Linked DNA regions of Mus musculus: all the other regions are linked to region 4. The links are chromatin contacts, called in public Hi-C and HiCAR-type maps. All regions are on one chromosome and are shown on one strand. The core of a region is the stretch at or near the end of the contact, and the rest is flanking DNA. Distances in the headings are between cores, read along the strand shown.

Region 1 (4,595 bases), core at 1,883-4,382, 200 kb after region 4:
ACTTGACCCCTGTTGGAGATGGTGCTCTGTTGTTTGCTGATGAGTGATTTTTGGATATGTGAAGGTGTACTTGTAATTAGTTTTTCTTAGTTGCATAAGGGGATTTTCATTATTTGTTTTCTTAGTTTGTGTTACTTCTGGAAGAGAGGTCAGCGGGGCCTTAGTGGACAGGTAAGCCCATTATCAGCTTTCAGAAAATATGGCTCAGTTCCGTTCATTCTGAATGGTCACTGAGATTTAGATGTGTAACTTTATCTCTTGCAGCAAGTGTTTTAGCCATCTGCTGCTGTATTCAGCAGCCCATTCTTCATGCAGATTGGTCAAGGATGTGTGTTGTTTAGGCTGATCGATGACATTGCCTTGAGAGTTTAACCAACCAACTTGAGCCTGGTGGTGCACATCTTCAGTTTGTGGATTTTGGCAGCTAGAGCAGGAGATCACAAATTCTCTGCCTAAAGAAACCCAACCCAACCCAACCGTCCAAACCCAGATAAACTAGCAGCAAACAGAGAGGGCAAATGGGAATTTAACTAACTGTAATAACATTGCCTGCACTTTCTGAGGCAGTGTAGCTTTCTGCTCCAGCAGCTCTCACAGAACACCTATGACTGGATGGCTAAACAATAGAAATGTATTTCCTCACTGTTTTGGATGCTGTACGACCAAGGTCAAAGCACCATCAGATTTGGTTGTTGGTGAAATCTCTCTTCTTGGCATATAAATGGCCATCTCCTTGCTCTGTCCCCCTGAGAGCCTTTCTTCTGGTTGTGTGCACAGGATTCCTTCCTGTCTCTTGCTTTTCTCATGAGAACAGCATTCCTAGCCGTGAGGTTTCCCTGACTTGCTGGACTTTATCACCGCCTCTCTTTTCTGTCTCTAAACACAGTCAAGTAGAGTACTAAGATGTTATCATAAAAAGAAAAAACAAGCCTTTTTGTGGGGCACACAGATCAGTTTATAACTAAGCTAGGCCCCTTTCTCACCTTGTTCAAATGCTCAAAGCTTCCAGAATAAGAGTCTGTCACCTGCAGACAGGTAACCTGGAAGCTCAGGCAGGAGTGATTGCCGCTGCAGTCAGCACGGCCTGTCACGCTGACTTGTAATGTTGGAGTATTACATTAACACTTAATACCGACATGCGTGCTGTGTGCTCTGCAGAGACCTGCTAGCCAGTGGCTGGAGCTGTCAAAAGATTTGCTGAGAGGAGAAAACTAAGAGAACATGGCCTGACTTACTTAGTTCTATATGTTTTTTAAATTTTATCCCTAGATTAGAATGGAAAAGATAAGTCATCAGAAAGCTGTATACTCGGATTATATCCATTGCCTTTCAGAATATGGAAGCCTGAATTTAGTTTTTAATTGTGCTCCTGAAGAGATATTAATATAAAATCTGTTACCTTATTTTAAGGAGACTGTTGAGGCTGTGTTTATTATATTGTAAAATGAAAAATGAGCTTGCATAATGAGTCTTTAGAAAGTGAGAATTAGAACTTTTTGCCTTGGCTGCTTGGAAGCTCAAATTTAGATTAGGAACTCATTTACTATGAACTCTGTGTGGCCGTGTGACCTACTCGTATTTTACATTTATATAATGATGAGCTGTATATTTTACTATAGTCTTAGAACATCTTTGATTCTTTTTGTTTTGAAAGAGATGAGATATAATTAAAATGAAGCTGGGCGTGGTTTCGCACGCCTTTAATCTCAGCACTTGGGAGGCAGAGGCAGGTGGATTTTTGAGTTCGAGGCCAGCCTGGTCTACAGAGTGAGTTCCAGGACAGCCAGGGCTACACAGAGAAACCCTGTCTTGAAAAACCAAAGAAAAAACAAAAACAAAAACAAAAAACAAACAAACAACACCACCACCAACAAAAACCTACAATGAAACTATTATAAATGTGGTTACTGGCTGATAAGTTATCACCACCCTGAGGTAGTGGCTTCAGTGACCACCCAGAGCGAGGCTGACAGAGCTGTGTCTGGTCTGATTCCTGATCTCGTCTCCTGTCACTTCCACACTGGCAGTTGGTACCCACTATGATCGCATGTCGGTTCCTCCCCATGGCAGTTAGAATTTGTTCTCCTTCATGGCCTGGCACCTTCCCTCCCTAGAACAGCTTTCCCACAGAGGATGTTCTATTCACGAAGTACCTTTTTGTGCCCTTGCTGGTGCCAGTGTGGGGGGCATTTTTTTTTTTTGAGACAGGGTTTCTCTGTGGGGGGCATTTTTATCTCTGCTGTACTACAGCTTCTGCCCGACGCACTTGCTTACCCACCCACTCTATGGCTTGCATCTCCAAGCTGACATGTTAGCTTCCTGAGGGAGGGCTGGTTAGTTACTGCTGTATGTCTAGCCATTTAGTCTGCCTGGTAGGTGACCTGCTTAGTAAACCCTGTTGAAAGGATCAGTGAATTGATGGGGCCACCATACCTGTAACTGTTGCTTTCCTTCCCAGGGATTTATCAGCATGTATGGCTTCCAGCGAGGCCATTCCACGGCAGTTGTCTCAGTCAGGGAGCTGTCCTGCCTGACCTTTTACACTCTGCATCTTGCTGTTGCTCATTATGTAGCTTTTACTAAACATTTAATGTGCCAGGCACTGTGAGAATACAGAGAAAAGATCTGCTCCGAGTTCATAACAGACTCCCAGGAACTGGGATGGGGAGGTTTGAGGGGCTTCGGGCTGACAGTGTCAGGAGTCACAGCTGATTTCTTTTGCTTCTGTAATGTGAGTAAGCACCCCACCTTTCTCTCCACGCTTCTTCAGTCCTTAAAACATCCTGGAGAGGCAGGAGTTCTGTTCTCTTGCCTGTTTTATGAGGAAAAACATCCAAGGAGAGGTTGAGGAACTCACCAGGGTTTCAGAATTCTATTTGTCACTGTTTGCTAAGAATTTCTTTTCCTAAGCCAGAGCATCACTGTGTAGCCCAGGCTGACCCCAAAATCATGATCTTCTTGTTTTATCCTCTAAGTGTCTGGGATTATAGGGTGATGCTTCCTTGCCCCACTGCAAAGCCCTATTTGAGTCTGTGGTTTTACTTTTAAGAACAACTGTTTGATTTTGACTTGTTTTGTTTTTGAGACAGTTTCATATAGCCTAGGTTGACCACAGATTCACTTTGTAGCAAAGGCTGGCTTCAACTCTTGATCTTCCTGCCTCTACCTTCTTAAGTGATGAGATTACCATACCTAGCCCAGTTTACAAACTTTATGTTCCTCTTTTTTCTTCTTTTTTTTTGACAAGTCTCTCTCTGTAGTCTAGTCTGCTGTTGAACTCCCACACAAAGAGCCACACGCCTTTGCCTTTAATTCCTCTGTTGGGATTAAAGTTTTGTGTCACTGTACTTAGCTAAATATGTTCAAATTTTGCACAGGTAAATGGAATGGGGAAAGAAAAAGTGGCTTTTTAAAAATGCAGTGTTGTGTACTGAACCCAGGACCCTTGCACATGCTAGGCAAGTGCTGTCTACTGCTCCTTCTGCAAACCTCAGATGCCTCGGTGTGATGTGTGCTGAGGGCCCCAAAAGGTGGGACATGTTTGCTGTATTCCTGGCGGTGGTCTGGGTTTGGCTGATTTCTTTTTCTCTGTCTCTGGCTGGAAGTCCTTGCTCTGGTAAGTGACGGGTTGTCCTGGTGAGTAACCTGATCTTCATAGGTGCACTTTCCCTTCTGTGTGTGTTCCCTTTGATCTTTTAAAACATGGCATTGACTTTCATGTGCTTGCTTCTGTCTGGACTCCATTACTCTATTAAATCCAAAGAGAGCAAAATTGCTCCAAGAAGGAATGGCTGATGGTGAGTGTGTGTTTTCCTGTCACAACATTTAACTGGCTAACTGAAAGACTGAATGAAGCTGGTGTTCTAAAAGGGAAAAAAGAAAGACGTGAAAAGAAACTGACCAATTCCACTTTTAGTCTCCAGATCTTTATGCCATGTTTTAATTTTTGTCTGGGAGTCACTGGGAGCTGGTGGCTTGTGAGTCTGCTGGAACCATCTCCCATCCTTGTTCCTGCTAGAAGCATTTGGTGGACCCTTTAGCCTGTTAGGTGAACACATTCCTTCCTGGGGATTAATTAGTCATGGTTAGAGATATAATTCATCATGTAAAATACCAGAGGTGTCGTCGTGAAAAATTGCTAGTGATCCAGAAATGTCTCTGCATCCAGCTTCGTTGCAGTCTAGTTTAGCGTTTCCTGTTCCAGTGTTCACTCAGCAGCACTTTGTAAATTGTAATCACAGTTTACATGAAATAGGGCAGAGCAAAAGCTAAAGAGTGGCTGTGTAATTTGAATGCATCTTGGAGTGTCAACTTTATATCATGTTCCTTGCTTCTGTCTTTTTGTTGTTCTTCTTAACCATTTTGTCAGGTCCAACAGTGTTTCTTAAAAAGGAAAACAAGAATAAGAACAACAACAACAACAACAACAACAACAACAACAACAACAAAAAACAGAGAGAAAAAACTGTAGTAGGGCCCATGTGCATCTTTTCTTCTTTAGCTAATCCCTGCTTTCTTACAGGCGAGCTGTCATACACTTAGAGTGAAGTTCTCGGCTCAGGAGGTGAGGCAGGGACTACAGCAGCTCACATGTA
Region 2 (4,473 bases), core at 155-2,654, 220 kb before region 4:
AATCAAACTATATCCTCTTTCATTCACACAAGACCTTAAACTTAGAAAATATGATACAATATATGATTTTATGATTGGATATTAATATAGGAATAGTTATAATGATGTAATAAATTACAATGACTTTATATTAATAGAATTGTATCTGTATGTTCAGTTGAGAAAAGTTCTCTTTTAAATAAACTAATTGGACCAAAGCTCCAGCATTAAGAGTGGCAACATAGTCATATGATCCTGTGCAAGACAGAGAGAAATGCTGATTCTGGTGGGTTTTGTGGTTGTGGCTATGGCTGTAGATGTATGGCATATTGGGGTAAAGGTTTGGATTAAGCGGGTTGGTGATTGGAATGATAACAAATACAATACATATATGCCCAACACATGTGACAGAAAATTCTAGCAACAACAAGCAATCAAAACTACATGATTTTTATGCAGTGAATCATGGGGTGCCAAGAATAGGTGACAGATAAAAACACTCCCCAGTAGGTAGAAATTTTGGTTGCACTTACATATCCTATCAACTCTGTCTTTGAAAGTAAGAATTTAACCCCTTCAAAGTCTAAGGCCAGTGTTCCTTTATACCCTCTTGTGCCATTTGATCTCCACTGTTTCTAGCATTTGAGTTCCTTATGGAAAGCAGTTTTCCCTGTTTGCTTCAGAACATGTCAAAGTTAAAAGAAACAGTCTATGCCAGCCACTTCCACAGATAGCCCGTCCCCTTTAGTGTTTTGCTAGCAGCTTCATGCTTATATTAAAACTTTTAGGCCACTTCTTATATTCTAATATATAAAACCATTTGGCATGCAATGAGGTACAGTAATCAAAATTGTTCTTGAGCAAATATCTAAGACCTCTGGGGGTTGGAAACTGGAACTTAACTTTCCAGTGCAAATAAATTAGCACCTCAAAGGGACTCTTGGTGGGATTCTTTCCCCCAAGAAAAGCTGCCTTATGAATACCTTTAAACAAGAGATCTACATTATAGAGCTCTTTACTAGGGGAGGGCGAGCCAATGGGGTCAGGTGTCAGAATTTACTAACAGACAAGAACACCCAAGATACACCACAGATGAAATTGGTCTTCTGGCAAAAATCCAGTATATCAGACTTATAGCTTCAAAAATAACACAAAGTGGCAATCCCCACCATCAAATTCAAACCTTCACCTAAGTAGCAACAGAATATTTGGTTTCTGCTTTTTATCAACTAACCAGGACTGCTGAAGGATAGAGACTGAAGACTCACTACTCAAATTCTCCTTCACTTTAGCATCTTTTGTGTTGTAGAAACACCCGCCCCACAAAGAGAAGAGCTGTGAATGACAGCAGCACCAAATGAGCTGGAATGGAGGTGTTATGAATGTGAATCAGCAAGGGCCACTGCAGAAAACAGCAGCATCTGGGCGTGCAGCTTGCAGTGGAAGGAGACTGCACCGCCCACATGCTGGCACCCACTTTGACCACTTCATCTTGCTCAAGAGCTCTGCTGGGGAAACAAAGGTGAGAGGCACTGCCCTCTAGCCCATAGCCTGCACAAACAAGGGACACGGGATGGGATCAGAAAGCGATCCCTTTTCGTCTTCTCCTTGCCAACACACCCCCTTCCCAGACCTGATGGGTTTCTAGCTGGGGGCTCAGCAGATAGCAGGCTGAGCAGGCTTCTGCCATATGAAGTGTTGTGTCTGAACATGTCGACAGTAATTGGCAATTCATTTTTCATCCTGAAAGCAGAGAACAGGTGTAGGCTAACTTCAAACTCCCAGTCATGAACCTTGCTGAGTGCCTCTCTCACCCAGCAGCTTTGCTCAGATCTATGCTGGTAGCAGGCTGGTGGTCTTCAGAGTCATGATGCCAAGATCTGCCTCACAAATAAGCATTTGTGTAGTTACAGAAGCACAAGAGAACAAAATGAGGGAAAAAAATTCCAACACAACAGCAGCCCCCAGCCTTTCTGGTGTAAATACTGTAATTAGCAAATAGCTGACTTCTTTGTGATTGTAAGATCCCCACAAAGCACAGTGAACACAGCAAAAAAGGAGTTTCAGTGCTTAAAAGAGAATAAAGCCAGATATATCACCACACAGAATTCTTTGCCAGCTTCATCCAGAAACACTAGCTGAGGTGACTTGTGAATCAGAGCCAAGAGCAAAATCTCGCCTTAATGAGCACATCTATCAGTTTCCAGGGGACACAGCTGATTACCAGTGCTGGGATACACACTCACACAGAATGAGAGTCTAACTGCAGGCCAATGAAAAAGAACACACACAAAGTAACTCAAGGCAGCCATGTGAGCAAGTGGAGGATGGTGGGGATGCTTGGCGGCCCTGTAACATGGAAGCATGTGTGCTTTTCTGTCAACATGTAGAGAAGGGCCAAGATGCAAGCTTTTACAAGTTTTCAAGCATTCTGCCAGGCCTCAGTAAGGAAAACTGCTGCCTGGATCATTATATGAAAATGTATTGGTGCTGCTCACAGTAAGAATGTTTTATTTACAATGACTGGTTTCAAGTCCCCCTTAAGAGGAAGAAGTCAGTGTCCCTATTTGAAGGTGACAAGACACCCAAAGACTCCATCAAGAAACTTCTAGAATTGATAGACACTGGCAGGTGACAAAAATCAACACACCCAAATCAGTAGCCCTCCTAGACACCAAAGACAGGACAGAGATAAAAGTGCCAATTCTACTCACAATAGCCCAAAGAAACAAGCCAGCCTAGGTATGCCTTTGAATACACCTGATCAAAGAATTGAACAGCCTATACAACAGGAACTAAACCTCTGTAGAAAAAAACTTTCCCTTTGCTGTGAAGACACCAGCAAAGGGAAAGACATCCCAAGCACATGGATTGGTAGGGTAAATATGAAAATGGCCATCTTACTTTCCGTAGTAATCTAAAGATTCAAAGTCATTCCCATCAAAATTACAATGTAACATCACAAAAATTGAAAAAAAAAAAAAACTCCAAAAAACAAAAAACAACCCTGAAAATCCATATAGAAGTACAAAAGACCACAGAAAGCCCAAACAATTCTGAACAACAACAACAACAACAACAACAAAACTGTTGGAGGTAGCACTATTCCTGATATCAAGTTATCCTGCAGGACTGTCATTGTACTGGTACAAAACAGACACATCGATCAAGTAGAATTGCAGACCTAGATATTTGTGCATACCATAGCTATATGGATTTTGACAGATGCCAAAAATACACATCAGAGAAAAGACAGAATCTTTAACAAAGGGAAAACTGGATATATGCACAGAGAGAAACGAAAAAGAGCCTCCCCCCACCAAATGCCAAATCAATTCCAAGTGGATCAAACACCTATTGTCAGACTGCAATTCTCAGACTTCTAGAAAACAAAGTAGGGTACACACTTCAGGATATAAGCTCTGGTAAGGTCTTTCTGGACAGAACTCTGGCTGCCCAGGACTTAAAGCAACAATCAATATACCTCAAGAATTTTGCTTCCACATTGTGAAGGAAACCTATGACTAAGAAGGGAGCCTACAGACCAGGGGGAAGTTCTTAAAGTTTTTCATCTTATACAGGACTAGTATCTTGAAAGAATTAGAAACCAAACCATCAAGGAAATGACTTAGAGCTGGCAGACACTTCGAGGAAGTAGCAGGTGACAATCCACACACTCACATCAGTAGCCCTCCTAGAAGCCAAACACAAGACAGAGATGAGAGATGATCCTATTCACAATAGTCTAAAAAACAAAACAAAACAGATATCAGAAGTGGGCTATAAAATCAAACTAGTTCTTAGAAGAAATATAAATAATGAAAAAATATTTTAAAATAAAAGGGTGCTCACCATCCTTAGCTATCAAATGCAAACTAAAATGATTTTTAGATTTTCTTACACCAATCAGAATGGCTAAGATTAAGAAAACAAAAGGGGGCTGGAGAGACATGGCTTAGTGGATACTATTCCCAGCAACCACAAAACAGCTTGCAACTGTCTGTAACTCCAGTTCCAGGGGATCTGACATCCTCATATAGACATATGTACATGCAGGCAAAATACCAATACACATTAAATATGAATAAATAAATCATTAAAAAAACAAAAGACAAGAAATGCTAGTAAAAATATAGAGAACAGTGAAGCTTCATGTACTCTTCATAGGAAAGAAAACTGGTACAACCACTGTGAAAAACAGGTTCCTCAGCAAACTAGAACTAAATCTGTCATACAACCCAACCATCTCTCTCCTGAGCATATATATTCAAAGGACTCTATTTCCTACTATACAGACACAAGTTCACCCCATATTTATAACTTTACTACTCACAACAGTTAGACTATGGAAGGAGCCCAGATATCCATCATCTGAGGAATAAATTTTAATAGTGATATCCATTTACACAATGGAATTTTAAACAACTGTGAAGAAATTTGAAATTTGTTGTTAAATGGGTAGAACTGAAAATATTACATTGAGGGTAACTAAGA
Region 3 (3,977 bases), core at 357-2,856, 130 kb before region 4:
AGCAAGCCAGTAAAGAACATCCCTCCATGGCCTCTGCATTAGCTCCTGCTTCCTGACCTGCTTGAGTCCCAGTCCTGACTTCCTTTGGTGATCAAAAGCAATGTGGAAAGTGTAAGCTGAATAAACTCTTTCCTCCCCAACTTGCTTCTTGGTCATGATGTTTGTGCAGGAATAGAAACCCTAAGACAGTGAGTCACTACCATAATCTAGACATAGAGTCCCAAGGACTTGTTCAAGACATAACTAGGTCACATATGTGGCAGCCATGATTTTCAAAGATTAAAACTTTTAGATTCCAGTCCCCCTCATCAATAAAATGTAAAAATAATAACTGACTTTGGACTTTTCAAAGCACCAAATGAAAATTCTTTTAAAAGTTCCCACAATACAAACACAAACAAGATAGTACTTTTATGAGAATACTTTGCAAGATGGTTATTGGTAAAGATTGATCAGCTTATCTTGCTGTAACAGAAACGTGGCTTTATAAATAACTAAGGACTTTGCTGCATAAACTCAGAAAGACAAAGGTACCAAATAGGTTTAGTCATTGGTAATATCTAGTTGCTGTAAGGTCACTGTGCTGTTTCATTTTACTGGCTATCCACAGTGCTAATCAAAGTATTAAAATGAGATTTTAAAATGTACTCTTTTGTAGCCTTCTGTAGCTTCCAGGCAGTGAGTAATTTGTGTAAACTAATCATAAATTACACTCATATGCCTAAATGCTGTTATACCTTCAAAATAAATGCCAATGACATGAAACAGCTTCTGAACGAGGAGCTCTATCATTTCTTCTTAGGAGTCACCTTTACCCTAATGGTGTCTACACGAGTGGCATGAGCTTGGAAATTTCAAGTTCTGAAGGAGTATTTTCAATGCTTCTATATTCCCCTACCCTACACACACCCCAAACACTATGCTTGTGTTACTTCTGAAAAGAAGAAACCCACTGTGCAGCAGGCAGTGTGAAACATAATGCAGCTTTACTCTGCATCAGCAAAGCAAGAAAACAACCAGCTGTGAATTAGAAATAGAACAAAATTTGGAGTTGCCAGCTGCAAGCCCAGGGGAAGTCAGGTAACATCAAAAGTACTCCTTAATGGTTAATAGCTGATTTTATTTCAGATGCACTAAGTACACTATGGGATAGGTTTAACATATTAATTTTTACTTTCAAAAGCTATACACAGAATTTTTGGTCAAGCAGAAGCCTGGCAATGACAGCAAGCAAGTCTATCAATCAATCCAACATGGCTGTGCTCTGCTAGCAGCCCCTGACACCAATTAGGAAAAGGCAATACAGAAGTGCTGCTACCAGGTTACAGCTTGGCCAATTAGAGCACAGCCTGGGTGAGAGGGGCTGTGAACATGGAACTCAGGGTCAGAAAGGAGAGGAGAAGAGCACCTTGGATAATGCAACATGAAAAAGGAGGATTGCGGGAGGGACACGGAAAAGAAGCCAGTCAGTCCGCAATCAAACAGCCCATTTTATTGTTCCCTGTCAAAGACAAGCAGTCACTAAGACAAAGCCAAAGAGAGGCGGCCATCCCCGCCCTGGACGGCTCTGCTCACTGGCCTGAGTAACTCCAGGAGCTGTCGCTATTACACAGCAGCTCTGCGGCTACAGCCTCTGACTGTTCTTTTCGGTCAGGATTCACAAGCTAAGCCAGCTCACACAGGGCCTTAACGTCAAAGGCAGACACATATCAAAGGGCCACAAGCCCCGTATTTCAAACCAGCCTCATTATTTGCACATAAGCCTTCTGCTAAGTTTTCTCATTTCCACATCCTACAAAATTTTGGGTACCTCCTTTCAATTCTTCCCACCTGAGCTCTTCTTCCAGATCATGACTCATAGTCCTGGCTTATCAGACTTCATAAACTCCAAGGCCTTAAACAGCTTCCTTTGCGCTATAGTCCCTTCATCTATAACCACTATTGCTATCTGCTGAATACCTCCCCTTAACTCCATTTAGCTCAGCCACCTTTGAGGGCTCTGGCTGATCCCTACAGCAGTGTGCTAGCTGAAAGGCCAAAGCAAGGGTAATAAAGAAGTTCTGGACTGGAGGGATCCCTTTCTGATGCACATTCAAAACCTAGCTCTGACCAGTCCTACAAAAGACTCTGGTCTAAGTTATATAAAAGTAATAAGCAAATATATCTAAAAAACTTAAGCTGTAAATTTTCAAACATAAAAAGAATGATACTATACTCAGTTACCAACTGAGCTACCTCTATGGCAACAAACTCTCCTGGTAGCTGACCCTATCTCAGGAAGGAGAACTCTGACTTAACTCTAGTAACTCTTCGGCGGCAGTCAGTCCTGCCCCAGTGTTATCAGAAGTTTCTCACAGTGTACCCGCTGTGCCACGCACACACGAACAAGAAGTGTGGATTTTCAAATGCAATCATGGTGTCTCACAGACTTGAGCATGAGAATCCCCTACAATGTCTACAGGGTATGCTCAGATTTGAAGAGAACACAGGATCCCAATCTCAGCTGCTTGAAGGAACAGCCAGTGAAGCTGTAGAAAACGCTACAGCTTAGGACGGAACAAGCTTGCAGAGATGCTGATCTCACTGGCTGTGAGTGACACCTAAAGACAAAGATTTCCTTTAAGAGCCCTCATCCACAACTGGGTCCAAAGGATGCATAAAACCCCATGCCTGTGCCATTTATATCAGAGAAGGTCATTACTCATGGGGCGACAGCAAAGGTGAGGGAGGTGGCCAGGAAAGCAGGCCCCAAAGGTCTACACTGAAAGAAAGAAAGAAAGAAAGAAAGAAAGAAAGAAAGAAAGAAAGAAAGAAAGAAAGAAAGAAAGAAAGAAAGAAAGGGAGAGAGAGAGAGAGGGAGGGAGGGAGGGAGGGAGGGAGGGAGGGAGGGAGGGAGGGAGGGAAAGGAGGAGAGGAAAGGAAGGAAGGAAGGAAGGAAGGAAGGAAGGAAGGAAGGAAGGAAGGAAGGAAAAGAGAAAGAAGAAGAAAGAGAAAAAAAGGAAAAAGAAAGAAAAAGAAAAAAGAAAAAGAAAGGGAAAGATAAAGAAAGAGAAAAAGAAAAAAGAAGGAAAAGAAAAAGAAAGAGAAAAAGAAAAAGAAAAAGAAAAAGAAAAAGAAAAAGAAAAAGAAAAAGAAAAAGAAAAGGGGATTGTAGCAGACCCTGGGGGCAGGCATACAGGAATGGCCTGCACAAGCAGCATTCCAGAATGATGGATGCTGGAGGAGAGCTAGTTTAGACTTTTGTGGCTGTTCTCTGGTAGAGAAGGGAGCTGCCTAGTGGGCAGGGCAGGACAGCTGCCCCTGTGTGGACTCCTCAGGCATAGAGAGTAACACTGGCACCTGATGATCTCTACTGGCAGATTAAAGATCCGCCCAATGTCACTTGGCAGGGAGTGAGGTACTGTGACTCTATAGCTTTCTAGCAGCACAGTGAAACACCATGGTCAATTACCTTAAGAGAAAATGCTTCTATTTTGGGTCGTAGATTTGGAGCTTCCAGTCATAGACCAAGTGGTCTCATGGTTTGGACCTCTAATGAGGCACCAAACTGAGGCTAGTGCAGTGGAGACAGAGCCAGGAAGGAATGGGAAGAGGAAGAGAGCAGGGCTCCCAGTCTCACGATGAGCACAGGCCAAGTAACCGGAACTCCTCCTCCAGGGCCATCTTCTGACATAACACATGGACCTTTCCACACCCAAACCCAAACAGTACCCATCTCTTTTTTTGTTATTGTTGCTTTGTTTTGCTTTGCTTTTGGAAGTCCAGCTTGAGAATCGCTTCTCCAGACCAACTTGAGTTATGCATCACTAGTACGAAAACCTGAAAAGACATTTTAGGATTTGTGGGGAGCACTTGAGATTTTCAGATAAGAAACACTCAGCCAGTTTTTTTTTTTAATCTACAAAAATATTCCAAAATCCAAAATTCTTAACATCTGAAGCAGTCCTAGTCCCCAGCTTTTCAAATAAGAAATATTC
Region 4 (4,150 bases), core at 1,055-3,554:
CTAATCCTAACCAAAGAAAGTGATAACATTCCACTTTAGGAATAAGGGTGTGCATCAGAGAAGCGACTTGTCCAGAGCCACAGGCTAATTAAAAATGTCAGCTTAATTCCAAGTTGGCTTTCTCCTGTCCATGACCTCAAGGAACCCAAAATGGCTCCAAGTCCTCCCAATTCAACAACATACCAGTTTTGAGAAAAGCTGCAAAAAAGCTATATTTTGTTCAAAAACAAAAACAAAAACAAAAAATAAAAAATAAAAAAATAACAATCTGACCGTGTCAAGAAGCCCACGAGACTTGTGAGCTAGAAAACAATAGAGATCCGAGAGATGTACGCAGCTCTACCAGTCTGAAGAACAAGAAAACTGAAGGAGAGAACGCTGGAGAAGATTACAGGCAATCCTTGAAAAGACCAGAAGCAGAGGAGAACCTTGCCAAGGGTGTTTGAAGAAGAGCTGCGTACAAATCAAAATAAGCCTGCCTGGGCCAGGACTGTAACAACAGAAATAAAATGTATCTGAAAAAGGAAATTTATGTCAAGTTGTATGGCTGAAAGACATAGTTGGGTTTTTCTTGTTTTGTTTTGTTTTTAAAGTTTACAGAAGCTCTTTAAAACAATCTTATCACTTGAATGGAATACATATCCCTGTTGCCCTGCCTATCACTCTACCCTATCTGATATTGTATCTAAATCTCTATGCTGTGCCCAAACTCATACAGTTTGTGTCACTGGCCTGTCTGTGATGAAACATGAGGAGAAAGACTTAATGCATTGTTCTAAACAGTTTTTTCATCTGAAATTTACTTTCCTTTTTTTTTTTTTTTTTTTAAGTTTTCAACATTCTAAGCCTTTTATCGACTTTCTTTTCCTTTCTTTTTTGGTTTTTTTTTTTCCCTCCACCTCTGTACAAAACTCAAGTATGCAGTAATTCTTATCTTACTACAAAAACTACCAACTAAACCACAGCAGGCAAAGGGCTCTATCACTAGTAGAGTGAGAATTGCTGGTCACAGACTCAAAAACTCAGTTCAACAGTCTGGGGTTTCTAATCAATAAAACTTTAATAAGTTCTTTTCAAAGTAACAAATTTCAAAGGAAAAAGTTTTCAAGCAGTTGAAATGTTTTTAAGTTTTTATTTCCTTGTAACTCTTACATAGTTAATTAAGAGTAGTTGTGTAAAAGCAGTAGACAGAAAATATAAAGTACTCTAAAACCTTCTGAAGTCATAGTGCTCTATTTACTAGATACAAGTAAGTGTACTTCCCAAAGCATGAAGCTCCAAAGTCGAGGCAAAGGAGAATATTAAAGTTGTTAGTGTGTATACTAACGCCCTAGAGGAAATTCAAGTTTTCAGTTCATGTATCAAGTACATGCAGAGGGCATTTAATAAGTCTCTATAACGATCCCTTAGAAGTTGTCTCAGTTCTACAACCTTGAAGGCCTGCAAACCGACCTCCGCCCCTAGCAGGCTGGCAGTTATAGGCCTGTATAGTCCAACTGGGTCAGGTTCATAACTTGGGCCAACAAACCACAGGGGAGGCGCCTGGGAAAACGAAATTATCAGGTGGAAGGGAAAGAGCCAGAAGCCAGAAATTAGCAGCAGGGTCAGGAATGACTTGAATGGTAATACCAGAAGAGGGGCAGGGAATAACAGAGGCAAAGAAGAGTAATCCTTAAAACACCAATTCACTCTGAGAAAGAACTGTGCGTGGAAAAGAAGGGCTTGGGTCCTGTACAGGAGGCACACGGACCAGCACAGTGAAGCAAGAGTTTTAATAAAGTCCTGCAACTAGTGAGCAAGGACGACCGTGGTGACCCGGCACCACCACCCCGGCACAGTGCATGGCTCCTGGCACACAACCAAGAACTTTCTCTGAATGGAGGTTCGGAGTCTTGAAACTACGAGCTTCTTCCCAGAGACCCAGACTTCTAGCGGGACAGCAGGGCGGGCCGAGAGCGGAGAAAGCAGGTGCAGCTGTCCCAGGCACATTTCAGCGTTGGGATCCGAGGTCAAAGGCTGCCCTCCGCCCGCCCACGGCACTCACCCGGATGCCCTTCACCACGGTGATGTTCTCGTTCTCGTCCGCCTCGAAGGTGACCCGGCGGGTGCTAGCGGTCCCGCCCATGGCTCCTGCTTCTGTCCCCGCAGAGTCTGGAGCGTGGACCTACGAGCACGTCAGGACCCACGCGCACACTTGCGCGTGAAAGCCCTGGACGCTTCTCTTGCAGGGCAGGAGCAAGGCCACGACCCCAAAAAAGAAGCAAGGAGAAGGCGCCGGTCCCAAAAGCCCGCCTCCTCCGGTCACGTGCCAGAAGTAGGCCGCTTCGGGTTAGCCCGAGAAGCAAACTGCCCGCCTCTTATCAGAAGGTGCACTAGGATTGGCTGGATTGGACCCGGATGCTATGGCAACAGGTGGTGCTTAATAGGGCTTCCGGAGCCTCTGAGAATAATGGGAATTGTAGTCTCGATCCGGAGCGATAGGTGCTGTGACAGGTCTCACTCCCTAAACTGTAAAGTGAACCGAGCATTCTGGGAGTTGTAGTCTTGACAGCCCTGAAGGCCTCCTTCTGGTCTACTTTCAAAAAAGTTGGTTCACCCAACCAGCTTGTTTTGCAGTTGACTCTAGAACCTTAGGTAAGTTAGGTAAATACAGGCTCTCAAAGCTAGATATGGAAGATGCACTCCCCTAAACAAACAACTTGTATATTCCAATTCACAAACCTGTAACAACTAAACTTAGCATTTTGCCACTTAGTCTTTTAAAGGGGCCGAGACTACATATGCCTATGTTCCTATCTTATGACTTTGGTATTTGTCAGTCTGTATGAAATGCAACTTTTAATGTAGGGCTTTCAAATCTACATGCAAAAATGCACAGGAAAAATTATTTACACAAAGATACAGACAGAACACTGCTTCTCGTGTTTGTGTCTCTTATTCACTTACATAAGTTAGATCACAGGATGATTAGACAGAGGAAAATGGTCCGTTCATGGAGGAGTTATAGCAGCGTTAGACAAAGTAGAGATGATCTGTTTTGGAAAGTTTCTAGCTTGGTACTTTACCTCCAAGAAGTCTAAAAATGTTAGGATAACCACACACACAGTTTCAGTTTTGTTGTTATTTGGTTATTTGGTTGATTTTAGGGTTTTTTTGTTTTGCTTTTTTGTTTGTTTGTTTGTTTGTTTGCTGTCAAACACTGTTGCTAAAAGTACAGTATGATCTTAGATTTATGGAGCCAGAGAAATACCCTTTCATTTAGAAATTAGATGGATGGGACTACTGATGTAGCTCAGTTGTCTATGCAATGCCCCAGGCCTGAGCTATGTGAAGGAGGAGAAAAAACAAGAGGGAAGAAGAAGAGTGGGGCAGAAGGGGGATGGGAGGGGAGGGGACAGAACTAGCTGAACAAAAATACCTTTTTCAATTTGCCCTTCTCAACATTAAAAGACAGAGAATACAGCATACCATGGCATCCTCCTAGGCCAAAGGGATCCACAATGTTGAAGAAATATTTTTGAGCTTCAGTTATTTGTCAGCATGTCAGAATCTGTAGCGCAAGACACTATGTCCCTCCCGCTGCTATATCCCAGCATATAGCAGCAGTGCCCTTCATCTCATTGTGTCGTTCTTTTCAACACATGTGCTCTAAATCACATGATATTCTCCTGCAGTTCTGAAACTGCCTGCCCCTGTCTGCGTCCTCCCATTACATCACAGTTGAGCTTGCTTCTCTTGAGAACCCAGATACACAGGGATTGCCGTTCCTTACATCGGGTCCTCCCCATCCATAAACACAATCACCTCACTTCCTACCCCATAGACGGCGTGTATTGAAGGGTGTTTCATAAAGCAGTTGCTCGGTCTATATTTACAAAATTAGAGGCTTCCATACGGAGAGTGAGGAGATACAAATAACACTTGTTAATGAGGATGAAGACCAAGGCTGAGAAGGCAATGGATGCCTTCCATCAGAGCACCAAAAGCATCCGGTGCTCTCCTCAGCAAAGGACCCAGAATACTTCCCAACTCCTAGTGTGTTTCAAGCAACACTAAGTAGATCTTCTTTTTAAAAAATTTAATGTATCGCCGGGCGTGGTGGTGCACGCCTTTAATCCCAGCACTCGGGAGGCAGAGGCAGGCGAATTTC

The links. Hi-C and Micro-C count contacts between places; a contact is called where the count stands out from the background. HiCAR-type assays count read pairs that join an accessible place to other places.
Region 1: a contact with region 4 is called in a Hi-C map of regulatory T cells, with 2.4 times the contacts expected there. The contact joins the enhancer-like site here to the promoter of Chchd3 in region 4. A contact is called at or near these places in 4 of 39 promoter capture datasets (cranial neural crest, maxillary cranial neural crest, neutrophils and 1 more), 24 of 484 Hi-C or Micro-C datasets (CD4 T cells, CD8 T cells, LSK cells and 16 more), 3 of 115 datasets of contacts at active chromatin or transcription factors (the 230-238 cell line, bone marrow-derived dendritic cells and effector CD8 T cells) and 3 of 9 other capture datasets (adipose tissue, liver and pancreatic islet).
Region 2: a HiCAR-type map of embryonic stem cells shows a contact between it and region 4, with 3 times the contacts expected there. The contact joins the enhancer-like site here to the promoter of Chchd3 in region 4. A contact is called at or near these places in 3 of 39 promoter capture datasets (the C10 cell line, liver and stem cell-derived epiblast-like cells), 2 of 115 datasets of contacts at active chromatin or transcription factors (bone marrow-derived macrophages and embryonic stem cells) and 1 of 9 other capture datasets (pancreatic islet).
Region 3: a contact with region 4 is called in a Hi-C map of brain, with 5 times the contacts expected there. The contact joins the enhancer-like site here to the promoter of Chchd3 in region 4. A contact is called at or near these places in 1 of 39 promoter capture datasets (the 3T3-L1 cell line), 1 of 15 datasets of contacts at CTCF or cohesin (the NIH/3T3 cell line), 4 of 484 Hi-C or Micro-C datasets (brain, cerebral cortex and nephron progenitors), 2 of 115 datasets of contacts at active chromatin or transcription factors (the SCID.adh cell line and bone marrow-derived macrophages) and 3 of 9 other capture datasets (adipose tissue, liver and pancreatic islet).

The regions. Positions count from the first base shown.
Region 1 is chr6:33,258,144-33,262,738 of GRCm38.p6, forward strand. All of the region lies in intron 1 of Exoc4 (exocyst complex component 4), which reads left to right. Among named protein-coding and RNA genes, the nearest start is that of Exoc4, 11 kb to the left of the region's middle. Within about 2 kb of position 3,133, at least 12 of the 459 cell types and tissues checked have an H3K27ac peak or open chromatin away from gene starts, as enhancers often do. A contact at or near this core is called in CD8 T cells, effector CD8 T cells and regulatory T cells, where this site is marked.
Region 2 is chr6:32,835,952-32,840,424 of GRCm38.p6, forward strand. All of the region lies in intron 6 of Chchd3 (coiled-coil-helix-coiled-coil-helix domain containing 3), which reads right to left. Among named protein-coding and RNA genes, the nearest start is that of Gm32007, 180 kb to the left of the region's middle. Within about 2 kb of position 1,405, at least 26 of the 459 cell types and tissues checked have an H3K27ac peak or open chromatin away from gene starts, as enhancers often do. A contact at or near this core is called in embryonic stem cells, where this site is marked.
Region 3 is chr6:32,929,970-32,933,946 of GRCm38.p6, forward strand. The region is part of intron 4 of Chchd3 (coiled-coil-helix-coiled-coil-helix domain containing 3); the gene reads right to left. Among named protein-coding and RNA genes, the nearest start is that of Chchd3, 130 kb to the right of the region's middle. Within about 2 kb of position 1,607, at least 17 of the 459 cell types and tissues checked have an H3K27ac peak or open chromatin away from gene starts, as enhancers often do. A contact at or near this core is called in brain, where this site is marked.
Region 4 is chr6:33,057,956-33,062,105 of GRCm38.p6, forward strand. Chchd3 (coiled-coil-helix-coiled-coil-helix domain containing 3) reads right to left here and starts at 2,305. Exons shown (of 8, transcript NM_025336.2): 1 at 2,045-2,305. The coding sequence starts at 2,125.